Regions from separate parts of the Mus musculus genome. Here regions 1, 2, 3, 4 and 5 are each linked to region 6. Evidence: chromatin contacts called from public HiCAR-type and HiChIP or PLAC-seq data. All regions are on one chromosome and are shown on one strand. Each heading gives the region's core, a stretch centred on a gene start, on an enhancer-like site or on the middle of the called end of the contact. The rest is flanking DNA. Distances are from core to core; before and after follow the strand shown. Region 1 holds the start of Cacnb2 (calcium channel, voltage-dependent, beta 2 subunit). Region 2 overlaps Cacnb2 (calcium channel, voltage-dependent, beta 2 subunit). Region 3 overlaps Cubn (cubilin (intrinsic factor-cobalamin receptor)). Region 4 overlaps Cacnb2 (calcium channel, voltage-dependent, beta 2 subunit). Region 5 overlaps Cacnb2 (calcium channel, voltage-dependent, beta 2 subunit). Region 6 holds the start of Stamos (signal transducing adaptor molecule (SH3 domain and ITAM motif) 1, opposite strand).

What was found. HiCAR-type assays count read pairs that join an accessible place to other places. HiChIP or PLAC-seq counts read pairs in DNA pulled down with a chosen protein or histone mark.
Region 1: a contact with region 6 is called in a HiCAR-type map of astrocytes, with 2.1 times the contacts expected there. The contact joins the promoter of Cacnb2 here to the promoter of Stamos in region 6. A contact is called at or near these places in 3 of 39 promoter capture datasets (the C10 cell line, cranial neural crest and hippocampal neurons), 4 of 484 Hi-C or Micro-C datasets (bone marrow-derived macrophages, cardiomyocytes, embryonic stem cells and 1 more) and 5 of 115 datasets of contacts at active chromatin or transcription factors (astrocytes, cardiomyocytes, embryonic forebrain and 2 more).
Region 2: a contact with region 6 is called in an H3K27ac HiChIP or PLAC-seq map of epiblast stem cells, with 11 times the contacts expected there. The contact joins the enhancer-like site here to the promoter of Stamos in region 6. A contact is called at or near these places in 6 of 39 promoter capture datasets (cranial neural crest, embryonic stem cells, frontonasal cranial neural crest and 3 more), 1 of 484 Hi-C or Micro-C datasets (cerebral cortex), 6 of 115 datasets of contacts at active chromatin or transcription factors (astrocytes, bone marrow-derived macrophages, cardiomyocytes and 3 more) and 1 of 9 other capture datasets (macrophages).
Region 3: a FOXA1 HiChIP or PLAC-seq map of pancreatic cancer cells shows a contact between it and region 6. The contact joins the enhancer-like site here to the promoter of Stamos in region 6. A contact is called at or near these places in 2 of 39 promoter capture datasets (the HPC-7 cell line and pre-B cells), 3 of 484 Hi-C or Micro-C datasets (CD4 T cells and cortical neurons), 1 of 115 datasets of contacts at active chromatin or transcription factors (pancreatic cancer cells) and 1 of 9 other capture datasets (macrophages).
Region 4: an HNF4G HiChIP or PLAC-seq map of pancreatic cancer cells shows a contact between it and region 6. The contact joins the enhancer-like site here to the promoter of Stamos in region 6. A contact is called at or near these places in 5 of 39 promoter capture datasets (the C10 cell line, cranial neural crest, hippocampal neurons and 1 more), 1 of 484 Hi-C or Micro-C datasets (bone marrow-derived macrophages), 1 of 115 datasets of contacts at active chromatin or transcription factors (pancreatic cancer cells) and 1 of 9 other capture datasets (liver).
Region 5: a contact with region 6 is called in a FOXA1 HiChIP or PLAC-seq map of pancreatic cancer cells. The contact joins the enhancer-like site here to the promoter of Stamos in region 6. A contact is called at or near these places in 3 of 39 promoter capture datasets (the C10 cell line, cranial neural crest and frontonasal cranial neural crest), 2 of 115 datasets of contacts at active chromatin or transcription factors (bone marrow-derived macrophages and pancreatic cancer cells) and 1 of 9 other capture datasets (macrophages).

The regions. Positions count from the first base shown.
Region 1 is chr2:14,602,407-14,605,604 of GRCm38.p6, forward strand. It overlaps Cacnb2 (calcium channel, voltage-dependent, beta 2 subunit), which reads left to right and starts at 1,900. Exons shown (of 14, transcript NM_023116.4): 1 at 1,900-2,152. The coding sequence starts at 2,045. It overlaps Gm32741 (a long non-coding RNA gene), which reads right to left and starts at 2,179. Exons shown (of 4, transcript XR_374017.4): 1 at 1,170-2,179; 2 at 739-811.
Region 2 is chr2:14,710,516-14,713,718 of GRCm38.p6, forward strand. All of the region lies in intron 2 of Cacnb2 (calcium channel, voltage-dependent, beta 2 subunit), which reads left to right. Among named protein-coding and RNA genes, the nearest start is that of Gm13269, 55 kb to the right of the region's middle. Within about 2 kb of position 1,511, at least 3 of the 459 cell types and tissues checked have an H3K27ac peak or open chromatin away from gene starts, as enhancers often do. A contact at or near this core is called in epiblast stem cells, where this site is marked.
Region 3 is chr2:13,411,918-13,415,573 of GRCm38.p6, forward strand. The region is part of intron 27 of Cubn (cubilin (intrinsic factor-cobalamin receptor)); the gene reads right to left. Among named protein-coding and RNA genes, the nearest start is that of Cubn, 78 kb to the right of the region's middle. Within about 2 kb of position 1,839, at least 226 of the 459 cell types and tissues checked have an H3K27ac peak or open chromatin away from gene starts, as enhancers often do. A contact at or near this core is called in the HPC-7 cell line, macrophages, pancreatic cancer cells and 1 more, where this site is marked.
Region 4 is chr2:14,618,480-14,622,068 of GRCm38.p6, forward strand. All of the region lies in intron 2 of Cacnb2 (calcium channel, voltage-dependent, beta 2 subunit), which reads left to right. Among named protein-coding and RNA genes, the nearest start is that of Gm32741, 16 kb to the left of the region's middle. Within about 2 kb of position 2,207, at least 31 of the 459 cell types and tissues checked have an H3K27ac peak or open chromatin away from gene starts, as enhancers often do. A contact at or near this core is called in pancreatic cancer cells, where this site is marked.
Region 5 is chr2:14,649,615-14,653,158 of GRCm38.p6, forward strand. All of the region lies in intron 2 of Cacnb2 (calcium channel, voltage-dependent, beta 2 subunit), which reads left to right. Among named protein-coding and RNA genes, the nearest start is that of Gm32741, 47 kb to the left of the region's middle. Within about 2 kb of position 1,912, at least 22 of the 459 cell types and tissues checked have an H3K27ac peak or open chromatin away from gene starts, as enhancers often do. A contact at or near this core is called in pancreatic cancer cells, where this site is marked.
Region 6 is chr2:14,072,377-14,075,802 of GRCm38.p6, forward strand. Stamos (signal transducing adaptor molecule (SH3 domain and ITAM motif) 1, opposite strand) reads right to left here and starts at 1,558. Exons shown (of 2, transcript NR_038162.1): 1 at 1,207-1,558. Stam (signal transducing adaptor molecule (SH3 domain and ITAM motif) 1) reads left to right here and starts at 1,724. Exons shown (of 14, transcript NM_011484.3): 1 at 1,724-1,960. The coding sequence starts at 1,921.

The DNA of each region.
Region 1 (3,198 bases), core at 650-3,149, 530 kb after region 6:
TTCCTAGTTTCCCCTCCCAAAATCCCCTATCCCCTCCCCCCTTCCCCTGTTCACCAGCCCACCCATTTCTGCTTCCTGGCCTTGGCATGCTCCTATACTGGGGCATAGAACCTTCACAGGACCAAGGGCCTCTCCTCCTATTGATGACTGACTAGGCCATCCTCAATTACATATGCAGCTAGAGCCATGAGTCCCACCATGTGTTTTCGTTGGTTGGTGGTTTAGTCCCAAGGAGCTCTGGGGGTACTGGTTAGTTCATATTGTTGTTACTCCTATAGGGCTTCAAACCCCTTCAGCTCCTTGGGTTCTTTCTTTAGCTCCTTCTTTGGGAACCCTGTGCTCTGTCCCATGGTTGGTTGTGAGCATCCACTTCTGTATTTGTCAGGCACTGGCAGAGCTGCTCAGGAGACAGCTTTATCAAGCTCCTGTCAGAGGTCACCCCCTCCCCCAGGTAAAAAAAGGAAGCTAATACTTAGGTCTTAGTTAACATTAGTAACATGTAATCCAAATGGCAATAAGACTGAAGATTTGGAAAACCAACGGCACTTTGTATATGCTTAAATCTTTAAACATACCGAGATCTGTTTTTTTTTTTTTCCTTCCTTTAAAAACAAAAACAAAAAAATTCTGGCTCAATCCAGTGTATGGTAGACATCTGCTTAATGAAAACAGCTCAGTTTAAGAAGAACACGGTACTGTATTTCATCATCATAGTCAAACACAGTATACAAAGTTTACCTTAGTAAAAGGTCTCTGTGTGTATTTCAGCTTGCACAACTGTTATACTTTGTTTCTGCTCGGTGAGTGCTACCTAGAAAATTTGTATGTAGATTTTTTTTTCAGTGCAAGAAAGGTTGTCAAAGCAAAGCAGCGTCTTATGAGCAATACTAGAACGGAAAATAATTCCTTCTCCTCCTCCTCCTCCTCCTCCTCCTCCTCCTCCTCCTCCTCCTCCTCTCCCTCCTCTTCCTCCTCCCCACTCCTTCTTCTCCTTCTCATCGTCCCCCTCCTCCCCGTGCCCCTCTTCCCCTCCCCTCCTTTTAGTTTCTTTGTTTTTAATTGAAAGCTCACACAATGTACTCTGATCATGGTTCCCCTCCTCCATCTCCTCCCTACCTCTCCACCCATCCAACTACAAGCGAACCATTATTCCGGTTTTACCCTCTTACCAAGAATTTCGGGGTCCTTAAAAACCTGCTTATTTTTGTCTCAACGGTTACACTAAGACTTCTCAACTGCGGGGAGGGGGTGCGCTGGGGGCGGGAACGATATAGTCTGCTAGCAAAGACAAGCTCCTAGCAAAGACAACAAAAACAAAACAGGCCATCACAAACCAAAAAGCTAGGGCACAGGTGTAGTAGAACCAATTGTCAGGTCAGGACCATGTGGGAGGAAGTCTTAGTTCATCACTGGCACTTGTTTTCTGACTCCTCGAGTGCTTTCACTCATGCTTTTGCAGAAGTTCGGGGTCTGTCTGTAGCCTTTTTCGAATCATGGAGAGTTTCAGTTTAGGGTCTAACCCTGTGGATCTTTTTCCTCCTCTGGACTCCAGGAAGAGGAGGTGAACTGAGCAGCTGGGCCAGTTACCTCCCTAGGGAGCTGCGACTGGCTGGCTTTCGTGGCTTCGAAAACTTTCCAGCGCGAGTGCCACGGCGACGGGCCGCAGCTGAGTCGGAGCCCACGCGGCCCGCGCCTCCCGCGAAGAACTTTTCGGAGTGGCGGTGGTTTGTCACTCTCGCTTTCCGACGCGCCTCCCCCCTGGCTCGTGCTCCCGGAGCGCCCTCCTCCTGGCGGGGACCTTCCCTGGAGCCAGCCCGCCCAGCAGTCCCAGCCTCCGCCGCTCGCGGGCCCAGAAGCTCCAAAGAACTGGCGCCCCTCGCCCCGGCCACCCAGCCTCGTGCCTGCGCCACCGCCTAGTCTAGGCTTTGCAACATGCTTCAGCGGCGTCGCGCGCACTGAGAGCCTCCGATCCTGGGGCGAAGAGGAGCGGGGGACCCGGGTCGTGGAGGAGGGGACCCGCAGCCTTGGAGTCGACTTTTTGCCGATGGTCCAAAGCGACACGTCCAAGTCGCCTCCCGTAGCGGCGGTGGCGCAGGAGAGCCAGATGGAGCTGCTGGAGAGCGCGGCTCCCGCGGGGGCGCTCGGAGCACAGGTAGCCACTGCGCCGCGCCTTCTGCTGGCTTTGTGAGCCTCAGAGCCCCGACCTCAGTCCCTCCCGCTGCCTCCTCTCCCTCATCGCGAACCGCGCCTCCCCCTCCTGCTCCGGTCTCCTTCGCCACCTCCTCCCGCCCATCCCGGTGCTGCTGGGGGACCCTGCCCCTGCGCGCCTTCCACGGGCTCTGCTCCGGCTTCCATTTTTTTGTTTGTTTGTTTGGTTGGGTTTTTTTGTTTTGTTTTCTTTTGATTTTGCCCCCTTTGCTTTCTGAAAAGCCAGTGGGAAGGGGCGAGGACGACCTGCCGCTCCTCCCCGGCTTTTCCCGGGCCACGCCGCTTGGCTGTCCGCGCCCCTGCCCTGGAGAAGCACATGGAGAGCCATGGACCAGGCGAGTGGACTGGACCGGCTCAAGATCGTGAGTCCGGGCGGGCGGGAAAGGGATCCGCATCCTGCATCGCTGTTTCCGCCGCTGCCTCTGGTGGTCTCTATTGGGAGCTAGGCAGGGAGGTGAGGTGTTATGCAGGGGTCAAGGTGGGCGTGGATCCCCTTGCCTTCTCCCCGGAGAGCAGCCCCAACCCCCCTCAGCACCTGGGGCGCTGTGCCACCCAGACAGTTCAGCTAGCTGTCCTCTTTCCAGGGTTTGCCTGGACCCTTGTTTCTTTGCTGGAAGAAGAGAGCAGAGTGTTGTGGGTGAGAAAGTTTTTGTTTCTGTTTACCCCGAAATGGCATGCCATTCTAGCGGCTCCTGGGTTCCTTTCTCTGATGAGTATTAGCGGTTTCTGGAAAAATTCTGTCCTGCTGCTCATTGTGAAATAGGAGATGTCGGTTGTAGGCGTGGAGTGTGATAAGGTGGCTTTTACGTAAAGCCTTGGCAGGTACAGTTGGGATTCCAGACACCCCCAGATCTGGGCGGAAAGGAGTTCCTCAACTTTTATTCTTGGGGTAAAGCCTTCAAACCTGACACTTGAACTACTTGGAGAGTGCTGGGAAGAGGTTAGGGTGAATCCAGGAAGAATATTTCTCCTCTGCTTAATGGCTTTGGC
Region 2 (3,203 bases), core at 261-2,760, 640 kb after region 6:
CCACAGAGTAGGAGTCAAGAAACCGTCGCCCGTGGGCTGGTCAACTAGAATGAAGAAGAGCTCAGATAAAACATAGTAAAGAGTAGTAATTCGATGATATCAATAGAGAAATAGATTCTAACAGCATGGGTAGTAGATAGTTGCCCAGCTATTGTGTTGTCTAAGACATATTTAAAAATACAAGTCTGGATGTCTTTCATCTGGGAACATATATAGTCTAAGGCAGGGAAGAAAACCCTCGATGGGATTTTTTAAATACTTTTTACTACAGAATGAAAGGGGTAAGACCACAAGAACCCTTTTAAATACACCTCCAGTGACCTAAATGCCTTTTATTAGGCCCCTCCTCTTAAAGGTTCTACCGCTTTCAAACAGTCCCATCACATTGTTGAAGCCTTTAGCACTGGGACATTTAAGGGACATGTTCAGGGTTACTTAAGATGCAGTCTGCAGCAGGATTTAACACTGCAGTTCTCTTTGCACTGCCTAGGATTGAAGTCTGACTCTTCTCCTCTGGCTGTGTGCATATTAGTTAGACTCAGTGCTATTTGCCCCTCTGATAAAGGGGCACAAAGATACTACCTTCAAGAATTGATGTACAAAGTAAAAGAAACACTAAAAAGTGCTTGCCATGGAGAAACCACCATTCTTAATAGAGATCTCGGAGAACCTCAAATTTCTGCAAGAAGGAGCCAGAGAATCTTTATTTTTCTATTTCTCCTGTTTCCTCATATTGAGACAAGATATTGTTCCATAGCCCAGAGTGGCCTGGAGTCCAGCATCCTCTTGTTTCAGCCTCCAGAGCGCTAGGACCATGCTAAGGGTGAATGAGGCCTGTTCTGTTTCTTATTTGTTTAAAAAATATATGAGGGATGTGGTTACATAAAGATTTTTCTATTTATTTCATTATTTAAGTAATAAAAGATGGACTAGGTATTCATCTCTAATTCCATTTCTTTTTTTAAGTGAAATCCCATTAGCTCAAAAATCCGTGTGGAATCAGACCCCATTTTTACACTTTTATTCTTCCTTCCTCTATTCCCTCCTTCCTTCCTGTCTCCCTACCTCCTGGGTGTCTGTCTGTCTGCCTGCCTGTCTGTCTTTATCTCCTGAGAATTTCATTCACTACTCGTGACTACAGTGTTACACAGGGTCTCCTTTGGTCCGGGCTGACATCAAGCTTGTAGCTATGAATGGTCTGCAAATCTGATCCACATGCTTCTGCTTCCTGTGTGTACCACCACTCCCCGCTCCTTTAACACAGTCATCATATTAAACGTGGCCCACACAAGTAGGCTTTTGGCTATTGGGCTTTGAGGATTCCCTCCATCCAATGTCCTACTCAGGGATGAGGTGTAGACCTGTGGTTGCCAGGTCCAGACACTCTCCATACTAGCTGAGTGACACCTTTGGGAGCCCATTCAATTTCCTTCTCCCCTGGATATTCTCTCAGCCTATGAGGAGCCTATAAACAGAAATCTGCTGGGGAAGCACCTGAGCTGTATGCTACTGCCACCTTGTGGTCATATCTCTTTCTGTGACTCAGCCTTCTATTCCTTTTGAGCCCCCATCCTCATTCTCACACCATGTTCTTTCTGTCCTCCCAGAAAAGGAACAACCAAGTGCATGAGCAGGGTCCCATGTAAATCCAAATACTGCCAAAGGCTGGAGTAGTCAAGGTTTTCAGACTGGGCAGTAAATTACCTGTCCCAGTTTTCCTTAGAATGGCTCCAGTTGGGCATGAATGGTTGGATGTAAACTGTTATGTGTTACAAATTATGAATCCCTCCATGGTACCCTTCAAGAAAGTTCATACTGGAATTTTAGGCATGTTCACTGATCATGCCAACATAAATTTATTCTCATCCAGGTTGAAATGCTTAAATGTCATTCATAATGGGACTTATAAATAGTTGATGTTTCTTTCAAATATGAAACCTGGGAAGAAAGTGCGAGTTCAAAGCAGATCTGGCATCTGCCTAGGACCCAGTTCCTGGTTCTCAGGTGGCATATTGCTGTGACCTCCTACCATGCACGGGACATGGAGGGTCCTCATATAAACACACTAGTTCAACTCTTGAAGAGCCAGCCCTGATGACCTCAGCACGACATAGGTCATACTTTTTAAGACTATGTTGGTCAGATTTCAGCATGTGAGCTTGGCATATGTACTGAGATCATTGCATTGATCAAATCAGAGAGGTAACATGGAACTGTAAATCAGTTTGGGGGCAGGGGATAGAGCTCAGCGATGGAGTGTTATCTAATGACACCCTGGACTCTAGCCCCACTCTGCGAAGACTTATTAGCTTAGGCTTTGAAATTCAGTAAAAATTTCTGCTGCTCCAAAGTCAACTAAGTTGACATTAAAACCTGCATGCGATGCTATTTATGAGGGGGTGAAGGTGTTTATATCAAGCATAATGAGTGGGATCTTTCAAAGAATGAAGATTCATAGTTTAATTATGTTGTCTTGGTGACTGTCTGCTTCTTAAATGAGAATAATAAAAGGCTTCTGTGATCTGAGTATAAAATAATTGGGCAAGTATACTAGATTTGAAGTTCTTTATACCTAATCAGATGACTCCCAGTGGAGTCTTCCATGTCCGCTCCTCATTGGAGAAATGTTTTCCTATTTCAGTTAACTTCTTCATTATATGTTCACATGGCTACAGCAGACAGCAGGAAATGAGGGTTTCTTACCCATTTCATCATAACAGTGAGTTCCACTGCTAGTTAACATAGTTTCGATGGGAAATGTCCCCAGAGAAACATGTATTGGCAACTTAGTCCTGAGCAGTAATGTCCAGAGGGTATTGGGTCACAATGACTTTCAATAGATTAACCTCTGATGGTTTCACTGCTGAAGGGACTAGAGGAAGGTGGTCGGGGTTGTAGAGCATTTCATCTAGCTCTAGAAATTGAGTCAGTCTCTCTCTCTCTCTCTCTCTCTCTCTCTCTCTCTCTCTCTCCTCTCTCTCTCTCTCTCTCTCTCCCTCCCTCCCCTGATGCTCTATCTTGCTCATTTTCATTCCTGTACACTATAAAGCACACATCCTTTTCCCAACATGCTCTTCCACTATATGATTTCTGCCTCACCACAGGCCTCAAACACAACCAGATCAACCACGTATGGACATCCTCCCTCCCTGCAGTTGCTTCTCTTGGGCATTGTGTTTCCACTAGTTGACACATTGACACAC
Region 3 (3,656 bases), core at 589-3,088, 660 kb before region 6:
GACTTTGAGAGCCAAACACACTCTCCTGTGGATACATATGGTTAGTTCCATAGGCTATAGCCTTCAATTGTCCTGTCATAGTAAAACACTAAATGCTTTAAACATATATTATTGTGCCTTCCAATGGCCTGAGCATCTGCTGCAGATGGAAAAGCTTAGTTCATAGAACAAATTAAAATTATGGAACCTTGAGCCATAGAGACCTAGAGTGCTTTTGCCTGCCTCTTCTTCCAGGTTGCCAGAAGAAAGAGTAAGCCTGCTAAGTAAGAACTAAAATTAAAGTGTTTTCACATGTTTTAATGTATAAAAAGGAAGCAGAAGGGAGCTGTGAACAGTGGCCCCCAATATAGATCAAATAGATATGAAAATGCAGTGATTATTCTGCAAGCCAACTTTAAAAGCTAATATATGTATGTTTGTATGTATGCATGTATGTATGTATGCATGTATGTATGCATGCATGTGTGTATGCATGTGGGTATATAATGTCTCTAATGCTGCAATTGGAAATCTTCCCCATTTAAAAAGTTAAACCAGAATTCCTAACTAAGATTTATGATATTTAAAACTTAACCTTGTGACCAGCATTTCCTACCAGTGCAGTGTGCCTGTATGCATGATCCTCCCTGTGCAGTCTGCATGCACCCATGGTCCTCCCTTTGCAGTGTGCCTGTACCCATGGTCCTCCCTGTGCAGTGTGCCTGTACCCATGGTCCTCTCTTTGCAGTGTGCCTGCACCCATGGTCCTCCCTGTGCAGTGTACTCACAAGCATTGATAGTAGATGCCTCTGGACTTTTCTGCTTTGGGCTTAAGTATGGGAGGAAGAGAGGTGGAAAGTTGTGGGAAATAATGTCAAACTTTGTGCATGTAAAGGGATTTTTAAGTGGCTTAACGGTAGTTTGGGAAATTGTGGTAGGTTTTGTTCTTATTCATCTGAATCCTATGCTTCAAGTTCGAGAGGCTATGAGGAGCAGAGACCAGAGCTCTTTTGAACCAAAGGCTGGTTGTTTGAAGGCTGCAGCTCTGCATCATTTTATATAGCAAACTAGTCAGTTGAAAATTCTTCATCGTGAGGATGGTCAGAAAAGGGCAACGATTTTCTTTTCTTCTCCCAAAGACAGGGGTCTTAGGTAGCCAGTCTGATTGTAAATGGATCCTCCTGCCTCAACCTCTAAAGTGCTGTGATGTGTGTGTGTGTGTGTGTGTGTGTGTGTGTGTGTGTGTACCACCACTCTCTGTCTGAAAAGAATTTTGATCGCCTAAAAAATAAAGAATTCATATATTTTTATAATTTAAAAAAAATCGCCGGGAAGTGGTGGCACACACCTTTAATCCCAGCACTTAGGAGGCAGAGACAGGAGGATTTCTGAGTTCAAGGCCAGCATGGTCTACAGAGTGAGTTCCAGAACACAGCCAGGGCTACACAGAGAAACCCTGTCTGGAAAAACAAAACAAAACAAAAAAATCACATTTTACCCAGACAATTTTGGAGTCAACATCTTGTCTAAGATGCATCTTGGACTGCTTAATGACGTAAGAGAGATCAGCTTCATTGCTATACTTTTCAAAATTCTGAATGTGGATTATCCTAGTAGAAAGCTATATTCTCCCAGCTGGTATGGAGACAAAACTAAATGTCTGGCCTATAGAATGCACTTAAACTCACTTGTGAGTGGCAGGTGCTCTACTGTAAGCAGGGCTATTAGCAGACAGCTAACGTTGTGGAAGCCCACTTCCTCTAAAGGACTGTTCCAGGAAACATGACTCATCTGCTCAGGAAATGAGCAAGGAGGCGCGCCCTGATCAAAGAGTCAAACCCACTGTGGCTCACACACACAAAACCTCTTCTGCTTCTCTGCTTTGTTCTAACCAGGAAGGGAGCTTTTAATTACCAGGCTTCAGACAGAGAAGCTCTGTGGCTTTTGGAAGAAGGCTGAGAGGCAGAAGGAAGGAGCTGTGCTGTTCACACATGGGGACACTCTGTGTACAACTCTGTTATCATAAAGGGGAAAATGTTTGTAGACTATGGCTTTTGGGGTGGACACATAAGTATTTATGTGTGAAGGGTGTATTTTTGAGCACGTGGGTCTAAGCACATGTGAATGCTGCTGTGTGCAGGCCAAAGATCAACACTGGATGTCTTCAATTGCTCTCTACTCTGTTTAAGACAAAGTTTCTTCCCAATTTGACTAAGTTGGCTGGCCAGATCCAGGGATCCTCCTGTTTCCACATGCCTATCCCAGTGCTGGGGTTACAGAGATGTGAGGTGTACTATCACACCCAGCTTTTTACACAGGAGTCTGAACGCAGGTGCTCTTGCTTGTGTGACAAATACTTAGTAACTGAAACAACTCCCCAGGTCCCAAATACAGCTTTTGACAGTGCAAAAGGCTAGGGGCTGAACCATAGTCTGGGAGATTCTTTTTTTTTTAATATTTTTTATTACATATTTTCCTCAATTACATTTCCAATGCTATCCCAAAAGTCCCCCATACCCTCCCCCCCCCCACTTCCCTACCCACCCATTCCCATATTTTTGGCCCTGGCGTTCCCCTGTACTGGAGCATATACAGTTTGCGTGTCCAATGGGCCTCTCTTTAGTCTGGGAGATTCTATTCATGCTAGAATAATAATGCACTGTTTATGGGCATGTGTCCTATGCTGGGCATTACTGGGGGTTAAAATGCCTAGCAACTCTGCAATGAAGTCTCTACAAACTGAGGTGAGTGCAAGTGTAGTTAATGCAGAATTGTGAAATGCATCAATGATGCAAAGAAAACTGATTGTTTTCTTCACCCCAATTTTCTTTCTAAAAGCCAAAAAATGTTAAATTGTAGCAAATATACTCATTCTTTGTTAAAGGATTATAGAGAAGCACGGAGCAGTTTTTAAGGCCGTTACTAACAGTTTCCAAACCTTCAATGTGTCAATGGAACCTCTCCATTCTGTTTCCTCAAAGAGCTTCAGTTAAATCAGTAGACTAGAATATGGGTGTTGTCATTTCTCATTTATACTTTGTGCAAGGTGCCAAGATGCATCGAGGAAGCTGGCTGCAGTCATCAGCAAAAAGAAAAGGAAGAATTCTAAACGAGGGGCCACTAATTCCCTCCGCCTGCAGGATGGATGCACTATGAATCCCTATGGCTGGCTCAGGAGCTCTGCTTCGATTAGTACCGCGAACAGCAGTTAGCATTGTTTGCTGTGTGCTAGGCCCTGTTCTCATTCTTTGTGTGTATTAGCTCATTTACTTTGATTGTTCCATTTTACTGAGGGAAATGACACCCAGAGACTGAACAACCCATCCATGGTTATTCAAGCTTAGATTTAAACCCAGGCTTACTGGCTCTAGAATCTTCTTTCTAAACCGTCATGCTCTACTGAGCAGCATAGAAAGGACTGAGCAGGTCTGCAATAGAGCCCGATGCTTAAGGGTCACTTCTAGCCAGGGAATATTTGAGGAACATGAAGCTTTATTCTTACCACCCCACAGCTGTCAGCAGGCTCAACTGATTTGATTAAACCCTCCTTGAACAGATTTGATTCTAATAATGGGCTCCTCAACTGCACAAGTAAGAAATTTCATTTCCAATGATATTTTTCAAGGAGAACTAAAGAAGACTACTATTAGACTGACAACAGAATTTCTGGATCTTGA
Region 4 (3,589 bases), core at 957-3,456, 550 kb after region 6:
TATCAAAGGAGTATTGTATACAAATACAATCTGAAAGATCTTCTGAGGGTCTATTAAAAATCACTCTTGATGACTAATATACTCTATATTTGATTAAAATTATATTATAGCTATTGGTATATGGTGAAATGTTTTAGGATCTGTTAGAGCATGCGAAAGGCTAAGCAATAAAAGGACATGGCGTTTCCCTGAGGTTAATCGTGTGTATGTTTCTAACTAAGCTTAATTTTAAAACATAATCCTTACTCTTAAGAAAATGAATGCCTACAAGTAAGTTTCTGCTTTAGGCTTTGAGGTGAAATTCCAGCAACTTCAGCCCCATGCCTGAGCTCCCATCTTTCTGACCTTGGGAGCCTATTTGACGTCAGTGATATTTCAGGGATATTAAGGATGACGCATGCCCAGCCCTGTTGAAAAGTCTTTCTCTCTAGGATGTCAGTTTCATGCTAGAGCTGGGCCTAGTGTTGTGTCCTGAAGGGGCCTTTGCCCACAGGCTTGTTGGCTGTGTATTACCAACCTCAGTGGGCTTTCACATGAGATGATATTGAAATAAAGGTTACTCTAGGTTCTCCATTCTTTCTCTATGAGCGTGTTATGATGAAATAGGCCAGTTAATATTCCGCATCAAACATTTCAAGGAAAACTCCTGTCCTGACTTGCAGTTTTGTAAAGTGTTCATTGGCGAGAAAGCGCATTGTGTTTTTATTTTGTCTCATTTCTGTTCTGTATAAAGTGTTACCTTCACATGCTCTTTGGGCACGGGATCCTGAACGCATGATTTTCCTGTTTTTCTGTTAAGTGAATCACAGCATTGTGAGATGTGTTCCAAATGGTTTCCTCCAAGCAGCATGAGATAGTTATCTGCCGAGACTGAGTGCTGCCATTTCTAGTTGGCCTTTGAATGAATAACTAGGTTTGTTTGTTAGTTTGCTTGTTTATTCCCTGGTAATTTCACACATGAATACAATATATTTAGGTCATACCCACCTCTCAATGACTCTGCCTTTTGATATCTCACCAGGTTCACATTACAAATAGGCCTCCTCAAACAAACAAACCAACCAGCAACAAAACAAAAACCCAAACCAAACCAAAACCAAAACCAAAACAAACCAAAAACAAAAAAACCTAGTTGTATGCGTTACAAGAGTTAAAACCTGTATGCTAATTGGAAATATGCAAATAAACACTCTTGACAACTTTCACTATTATGACTTTAAAATGCAATGTTTATTTTGAACATTTATTAAAACATTGACAAGAACAAAGCATTTGGGAAGAAGTACTGACATCTGATATTTATTAAACGTTACTGTGTCTAGGGCTCAATCCTACCAATGAGGAAACCCAAGCATGGAAATAAAGTAATATAGTCACATCAGGAGGGAGATTGGATTGAGGATTTGAATTGAGGCAGCGGACTCCAGATTATTATTATTTTCTTTATTGGTGACATCATATTCTCTTGTTACAAAAAGACAGATTAGTGAGCATGTATCACAATTGTTTAACTTGTTTAGCTGAGGAGAGCATAAAGAAAAATTAATACTGTTGTTTTTAGTATGTAACACACTGTATGAGTCTCTTCATAGTTGTAACAGAATTCCTGACAGAAGCAACTTGAGGGAGGAAGGGATTAGGTCACAGTTTCACGGGATGCTGGTCCAGGATGCTGGCATGAGAATGTGGCAGAGGCTGCTTGTGTCTTTGAAGATAAGAGGATTCGAGGACTTTGCCTGAGACCAGAAAGGGATAACACCATCAAGCCCAGCCTCAGTGACTCACCTGTGCTATGTCACCTGTGCTATGTCACCTGTGCTATGTCACCTGTGCTAGCTATGTCAGTCCCATGGGCTGCATAACCTCCTAAGGCAGCGCCACCAGCTGGCGGAACAGAGTGTCTCCTGCACATGATCCCGAGCACACTTTACATCAAAATTTGAAAACACTAAGCTACTCTCTACTCTGAAGTCTCTTTAGGGAAGAAAAGAGAATAGTCTTATTGTTTTAAAGTTTCACTGGGTGTTATGATTGTAGTGTGTGTGTGTGTGTGTGTGTGTGTGTGTGTGTGTGTGTGTGTGTGTGTGAAGGCCAGGCCAAAAGAGGATGTTGAGAGTCCTGGTCTATATCTCAACCTTAATCCTCTCACTAAACCTGGACCTAGGCTTGTGGCCAGCAACCCCTCAGTAATCCTCCTATCTCTACCCCACACAGTGTTGACATTGTCATAATGTATGCAACCACAACCAGCTATTAACAACAGTGCTGATGCTCAGGCCCTCACGCCTAAGTTATGGACATTCTCTCTCACTGAGCAGTCTCCTCAGCCTGGCTTCATGACTTCCTCAATGCCAGCATTCCTTTAGTTCTTCCTTTAGAAGTTGCCTGAGTTCTCAGTTTGTGTCACAGTTTAGTGTCCCTGTTGGTAATGAGAAGGACAGACATAGTTGGAAGAGTGTTTGTTTCTTTCCTTCTTTCCAAGAATCCGCAGGAGCATACGAATTTTAGAATTTTAGAATTCTGGAAGCTTCCATCCTGTGTTAAGTAAACAGAAATGAACTTGACTGTGAATCATCTGTAGCCTGTACTGGTCTGTTTGGAGGGCTGGCTGTGGCTGACGTGGTCCCAGGAATCATCCAGGTCATGAATCTGGGTGAGGCTGGGCAAACATTACACCTCGTTTTATGTGAGGCTACTTCAGAAATAGTTTATAGTCTGCTGGGGCCTTGGTTTTGTAAGTAGAACAAATACTTCAATTTTAATGGATTAAAGGGCAAAAAGTGCTACCCATGACTTGTAGATACTGAATGTGAAATCAATGAGTACTGTTCAGATTGCTTATGTACTAAAAGGGATTGAACAAACAAAGCACTGTTGTCTTGTACTGTTAAGATAATTGTAGGTACCAAGGTTGTCTTTGTGCCGATACAAGCTATGTGCTCTTTGGCTGGGTTTGGGATACATGTATGGATAACAGGTCTCTATTTTTCATTAGTTCTTATTACATGAACCAAGTTTTCTTACAAACCCAGAGAAAGAAGATAAAATCTCCAAGGGCCAATTGTCTAGAAAGAAAACATTTCTTTTAACACCAGAAACTAAGTGGGGTAAATTACTTTACTGAAAGAAAAATGAAAAACAAAAAACCAAAAGCAATTAAAAAAAAAAAAAAGCCAGCTAGACTAGAAATAACAGCTGAGCCTAACTGACATCGAAGGATAGAACATTTGTGTTGGTCTCTTCCAGTGACAGTGGAAATTCTTTGATATTTCCGAGGTTAAGGAGAACTATGCACATCTGCAGGTAAGTGTGGTCATTGAAATTAAACCAGCTGTACGGAGTGGAACAGACCATTTTATTTTACAGAGTTTGTTTTTGTGTCTGCCTCCCTCCCTTCCTCTACACCATCTCCCTCCTCTTCTCATTCATCCTTCCCTTCTCTGTCCCTCTTTTATCCCTTCCTCCTTTCTCCCCCTCCCTTCCTCTCTCTCTCTCTCTCTCTCTCTCTCTCTCTCTCTCTCTCTCTCTCTCTCTCTCTCTCCTCCTGCTTTCTGTATTTCTCCTATTCTCTTCCTGTTTCCCTTCCTTT
Region 5 (3,544 bases), core at 662-3,161, 580 kb after region 6:
GCCTTGTGTCCTCCACTCCCTCTGGCTCTTAAACTACTTCCACCTCCTCTTTTGCAGAGTTCTCTCAGTCCTGAGATGAAGGAATTGATGAGACATCTCATTTCGGATTGAATGTTCCAAGGTCTCTTACTCTCTGCACATTGTCCAGCTGTGGATCCCTGACTTTGTTCCCATCTACTGAAGTAGAATGTTTCTCCAAATGATATCTGAGTGAGAACTGATCTATTAGTATAGCAGAATGTTATTGGGGGACTTTTTGCTAGAACAGGAGTATTTGTTTTTTCCCTCAGGTCCTTCTGGTTTGTGGCCACCCAGTCATGTTTAGGATGGCTTTCATCTCAAGGAGTGAGCCTTAAATCTAATCAGATATTGGTTGGTTATGTGCACAAGCTCTGTGCCAACATTTCTCTGGCACATCTTACAGTCAGGTCATCATTGTGGATTAAAGATGTTGTAGCTGGGTTGGTAGCGTACAGAGTACCTTCATGTATCATGAAGGAGTGAAAGCTCAAGGTAGGCACCAGCCTGACTTCTCTAAATATTTTAACAGCTTCATGCTGCCCACTGACTATCTGGAACTGTGTTAGCGCTGACCCTCACATCATACCTTTACCATGACCTTAAATCATTCTTATCCTTATTATGTGGAAGTGTGTAAGCAAATTCTTTTACTTGGGTGACCAAGCACACATGCCAATAGGTGATTATAACCTCAGATTTTGATAATGGAGACTGGTCAAGACAACCTTGAAAATATTGAACTTATTCCTGTGACTTGTCTCATAAAATGGACTTTATTTTCATGATGTGTTTTGACCCCATGGGTCATATAAATCAACACTCCCTGAATCCTAGAGGAGGATGCTGTGATTTTTTTCAATGCCTGAGAAAAGTTATGTTAACGATACTGTAAAGTTTTTCCAATTTCCAAACTGAATTTTACACATACTTAAGGAGCCTATGAGCCTCTTGCTAGAGGGACATTTGGACTTATCTCATATCTCTTCTTTGTGATGCAAGCCATAGGAAGGTAGAATATATTTTGTAAAATTAGTGGCATCCAGATGAAATATTTCTTGCCTAATGTCTGTCAGGTGTGGATAGTGTCTCAGCAGGTCTTCGATGGTTCTATGCTGTTTGTATTTTGTCAAATGAAGCACCCACAATTATGGTTTTAGCAGCTCTACTTGGTAGAGTGAAAAGCAGTTTAGATCACTTGATGCTGGTCATGATGTCCAATTTGTCAAAAGTTTGTTTCAGAAATAATGTCTGGTTTAAAAATGTTAGCTTTTATTCAGCATTTAAAGAAATGCATTCAAGTGCATTCTTGCTATGTGTATGGTCTCTAATTTTTCCCCCTTGAATTAAAAAAAAAAAAAAAACGGCTGAGAATAATGAAAACATTTCTTTAAATATCCAGCTATTTTGAAGGAGAGTTCAAGACTGTCTCGGGAATACTTTTGGGAGTTTGCTCTTTTTCACTTCAGTTATTTTAGGCAGTCATTAAACAGTTGTTAGCCCGTCTAGTAAGTTTATATGAAACTACATATTTTGAGACTTTAAATGCCACAGAAGATGTTCCAATGTAAACAGGGCAGAATAGATTTGGGGCTTCAAACGGAAGCACCCAGCACCATCCCTCATTCCAACTGAGGAAAGGCTCCCCAGGACAAGTTTACAAGCACAAGTTGACCCACCCTGGCTGATAGAGAGGATCTGGGATGATTCATATCTTCAGTCTACAAAGCGGGGCCAGGAAGGCCAGATCTCTGGTTCAAGTTCAGGGTAGGGAGCAGGGAGGAGAGCTAAATTGACTATGTTCTGTGGTTACAGACTGTGTCTCAGCCCTTAGTGAATGCCTCATAACTGCATTCCACTCATCAAAAGAGTGTGGATTATGAGCTGCTGGCTCCTGGCCAGTAGGACACACAGCAGTCCTTCAAGCCAGTGTTACAAGACTGGAATCTGCATGGACTGTGATGGGCAGAGGGGGCTCCTTCTTAGTGTGACCCCTACCCTTGGTGAGAAGCTGTGCTACCCACCTTCTCCGTGTGGCAGTCAAAGCTGAGACTGGCAAGTTTCATCCTAATCTGATGATCCAAAAGAACTCAGAAGTCCCTGCTATTCTGTGGACTTCTGTGAGCCTGTATTTACCCTGAGCATCTACCCTTTGTGTCTGTGAATACGATATTATATCTGCATTCTTAAAAGTAAATTTTAATCTGTACCTCTCCAAGGGCTTTTCAAACCTCTCTTATTTCTATCTCCTCTTATTTACAATCCGATTAGTAGCTGATCTGGGTAGAGCTTAACCCTTACTCAGTTCCAGCAGTGGTTTTTGCATATACTTTGTATACCTTATCTTATTGGACCCTTAGTATTACCTATCAAGAGAATGCTATTAGCAAACCCATCCTTTTGTACGGATGTAACAGAGGGACTCAGAAATTGTGTGTAGCCAACCATTTGTAAATTGTGTGTTTCAAAGTGGTCCCAGGATTTCCTTCCCCTCCTATACGAAGCTGTGTAGTTGCACAGGCCAAATACAAGAACAACAAAATATTTGGGCATCTGTGGGACATTGCTTTATTAAAGCAAGTCTTTGCTGTCCAGCTGTCATTTGTTGCCCCTGGTATCTAAAGTAAATTGGTCTGCCTTCTAAGGAGGACACTATAATACAATATCTTTAATATGCGTGCCCTTCTTTGCTTCTAGAATTGTTTAGGAAAGGCTTTATAATACTCATCCTTCAAACAATATTTAAATGACCAATATTCTGTCTTTCTGATTATTTTAGTAGAGTCTATTGATTCTATCCTATCTTAAGTGTTTCTTGCTGTGTTATTAGGTTGCTTCATGGAACATTTCTCCCCCTCCTTTTTCCCTCCCTTGCTTCTCTTCTCTGCCTCTTTCTGTCTCCCTCATCCCACTCCTCCTTCATTTTTTATCCCTCAGGGTACTATGTGATCCCTTGGTCTTATAGGCAGTAGAGAGTCATGACCTCAGTTGATGGTTGTCAGGACCAGGGCTCGTTACTGATCAGCCTGTGGCATGTTGCTCCTTTTGTGCTTTCATCATGAGCATGTGCACCTGGCACCTGGGATCACTCAGTAAATGTTTACTGAATAAGCAAATCCCTTCCTTCCCAAATTCATGCTCTGCCTATGCTCATAACCCACTCCAGACTTTTATTCTTAGTTCATGCTTAAGGTATATCAGTAGGAATGCTTTTGCCTGCATGGAACAGAAAGACCAGCTCAAGCTGGCATAAGCAACGGGGATTTTATTAGCTGACAGAAATGCTAGTCCAGAGATGAAGCAGACTGTGAGACACGCTCCCAGCAAAGGATCCAGCAGCCCTCCTTGTCATTCTCCTGGCTCTGTCTCCCTCTGGCTGATGGGAATCCAGATTCTCAGATTCAGCAACGACATCTAAAGTCTACTTAAAGAAGATTCTCTGCCTGGATGTTTCTAGAAACCTGTTCTCTTTGTGTTTCATTAATATGAGCTGGGTCACTTGACTGGTCCAGATTCATTCTCCAGG
Region 6 (3,426 bases), core at 308-2,807:
TTGAAAGAAAAATTATGCTCATTAAGTTACTCAGAAAATATTTTCGTTCAGGTTGTTTAAAATTGTAGAATTTTTTCACATATATTTGAAGGCTTTTTTTTTTTTCTTTTTCAGTGCCAAGGTCAGAACCCAGAGCCTCTCACATTCTAAACAAGTACCCCATCACTGAGGCTCATCCTCAGTCAGTCTTTAAAGCCTTTTAAACTCTTATCCACTCAGATGTCTATGTAAATACACATCTATGCTCTTACTTTCAATGGCCAAATAAGTACAATTATAACTATTGATTCCACTTGAGTGCTTACTATATGCTAGACACTATTACAGGGGATTTGCTTCTAGTAATTTATTTCATCTTCAATGGTTTGTCATTTCCGTTTCTTATTTATGAGGAAACAGACAGAGGAGTTTGTCCAATCTCTTTAATGTCGGACAGTTTAGCGGTCATCAAAACTTTGATATTGTAAACAACGCTGCCATTAATATCTTGGTTCATGTTTTAAAAGACTGTAAGATTTAAAATTCAGAATAACTGGAACCAGAGGCACATTTCCAAAAGCTGGCTATATACTTCCCATCCTTTCTCTTAAGAATGCTGTAATTTATACCCCATCAGGCAACTTTGTTTCCCATCCCTTGGATTCTTTTAGTTTTAAATGACTGAAAACGTTAACCGATGCTTTAGTTTGCTCCTCTTCCTCCAAAATTCGACTTTAACTGTTTAGTAAGCAAGCTGTTTGTACTGTTATACAAATCTTGTTGACATGTTTATAAGCTTCCCTTTTTGTAAGGGTCCCTATTTGGGCACTTTTTACCGAATCTCAGTGCATGTGCAAGACCGACTTGCTAACTTTACGTAATATTTCCAAGAGATGATTCTTTAGATTTCACATGATTTAGAGGACAATGTGTGTGTGTGTGTTGGGAGCTGGGGAGGGGGCGTGCGTTACATACATATGTACAAATTAGATCACCAAATCAACATTTTAAGTTGCCAAGAGTCCTCATCAATGTCTGGCTCCATTTTTCATGTGTGTGTGTGTGTTTTTTTTTTTTTTTCAATTTCTGCCGTTGGGTGTGCGTGCTTATCTCAGGCTGAGAAGGTCTAATCTTCTCAGGGACTCAGTGACTGCACGTTTAGTCAGTCGGAGCCCACACCCAGGAAGGCTCCCTCTGATCTCAGGCTGGGGAATGAGCCAGCGTTACCTCAGCCTCTCGAGAGGCTGTGCGCCTCGACACTCCCTCCAAGGGATTCAGGCCAGCTCCACCAGCTCACATGACTCCAATCCCAGCAACTTCCATGAACCCTCGACGAGCGCGCTCAACATTTTCCTCGGGTAACCCAAAGGACTGCCTGACTTTCTAGAGGGATTGCAACATCACAACAACCCATCGAATAAACCCAAGGAGTTAAAAATTAAGGGTTTGGCTGGACCCAAACTGAACCCTCTCCCTCTCCCAGTCTCTTATTCACTCTAGAGGCTCTTAGTCGGCCTCGGTGCGCCTGAAGGACCTCGTCCTCCCGAGACGCCCGGGGACATGGAAAAGCCGAGAACCTAGCCGCTAACCCCACGGGCACGCGGGAACTCAGCAGAGGAAGAGACAGCGGCGGCTCATCGCGTGGGCCTCGGCGGAGGCGGCGGGCTCTGGCCAGACCCGGAGCGGGCAGTGTTCAGGCAGCGCTCAAGTCGCCTACATTCCCGACACGCCCCGCGCGGGGGCCTGTTCCGCTTCTCGGCTGTTGCCGCCGCCGCCGCCTCTGTTGCTGGGGTGGGTGAGAGGAGGGGCTGAGAGGGACCCTGCACTGGCAGGCAGGCGCCCTTGCTGTGTTTGTACCTGAGGGGCCTCCTTTCTCCGTCACCCCTAGAGTGCCGCGGGGTCGAGGGGCAGTCCCCGGGGACACCTCGGCACGCAGCGGACATGCCTCTCTTTGCCACCAACCCCTTCGACCAGGATGTTGGTAAGTGTTTTCACCGCCCCCCGTGGGTGCCCCCCGAGACTGCGAGCCCGCGCCGACTCCCGTCCCACTGCGTTCGTTCATTCTGGATTCCCGAGGCCGAGCCCACGTTCTTCTCTCCCGGGGCCCCTTCGTTCAGAGTTGGGAGAGGGTTGAGCGCTTGGCGCATCCTCTTTGGAAGAAATGGGACTTAGAACCTCTCTAATGGGCCTTGGTAAGGGACTTGGGGAGGGGGAGCTTTGAAGGAATCGCTTAAGGGATTCGGGGTAAAGGGTTGCCTCGGGAGGAACAGACGACGAAGCCATCTGCCGCTGGGGCATGGCTTCTGGGAGAAGAGCGAAGGACAGACGTATCTTGGCTTAAGCAGATTGATTATATGCTCTATCGCCAAAGTATTTGCCTGGCCCAATGGAACTGGCAGAATGTTTTAGGTAAGGTTACTTAAAGGGTTTTTTAAATAGCCCTATAACGGTCCCTGGAGGAGAGAGGTCTGGTTACGTACTGGTAGGTTGAAATGTTGGAAGAGATGGAGATGGATTACTTGGCAACAACTGAAAACGCAGACATGAGCCTTTGGGATGCCTTTTTCAGGCTGGGCCTCTGCCTTTGGGGAAGTGTGGAAGAGGATTTTGATTCTAGGATGGGGTCTGAAATGCTAAATTTTTTGTTGTCTGAATCATTGGTATTAGGTACCAAGCATACCAATTTAACAGGTTAGCTATCTATTTTTCAGACCTGATTTGAATTTCTTGAAAGAATTTTGGGATGTTTTTGAATGCATTACATTGAACTACACTGGCAGCATAGTGTGGAATGAAAGCGAACCAATACCATCCAGTCCCACAGGCTGAATTTAAGCATAACTGTAGTAAAAGAATGTAAGGATAACTTGTGAGAGTTACTTTATGAATTTTGTTTATTAGAGGTGAATTTTACATTTTGCCAACTGGAGAAAATGTACTATTACTGCCGCTTCCTGCCTGGTTCATAGTGATTCAGTTGAATGTCCTGAATCTGAGCTGTGGATGGAACTTTAGAAATCATCAATAGTGCTAAATAAGTAATGAATTGGGAAATTGTGTTTAATAAGTGCTTAGCACCAGTACTTACTGAACACAGTGTTCATTGACAAGAAATGCAACCATGAAGACCATCTCATTGCGGCTCTTTGGCTGTTTTACAATTTGTTACATCAGTCTTTAGGACAAATGCTTATAATAAAACAATATTTGCTGCCTCTGTTCCTGGCACCTATAGTGATCCTATATGATCTTGCTTTCTGCTAATCAGTCACACTTATATTCTCCTGGCTTGTTCCTTTTTGTGGTATTGGAAATGGAACCCAGGGCCTAATATGTATTCTTTCTGTTTTTTTTTTTTGAACTCACATTTGCAGTGGATTCAGATGGATTTCTTGATGTTAAACCTGTTCTTGCTACCTACACCGCCCAGTCCAAACACAGGCCCCT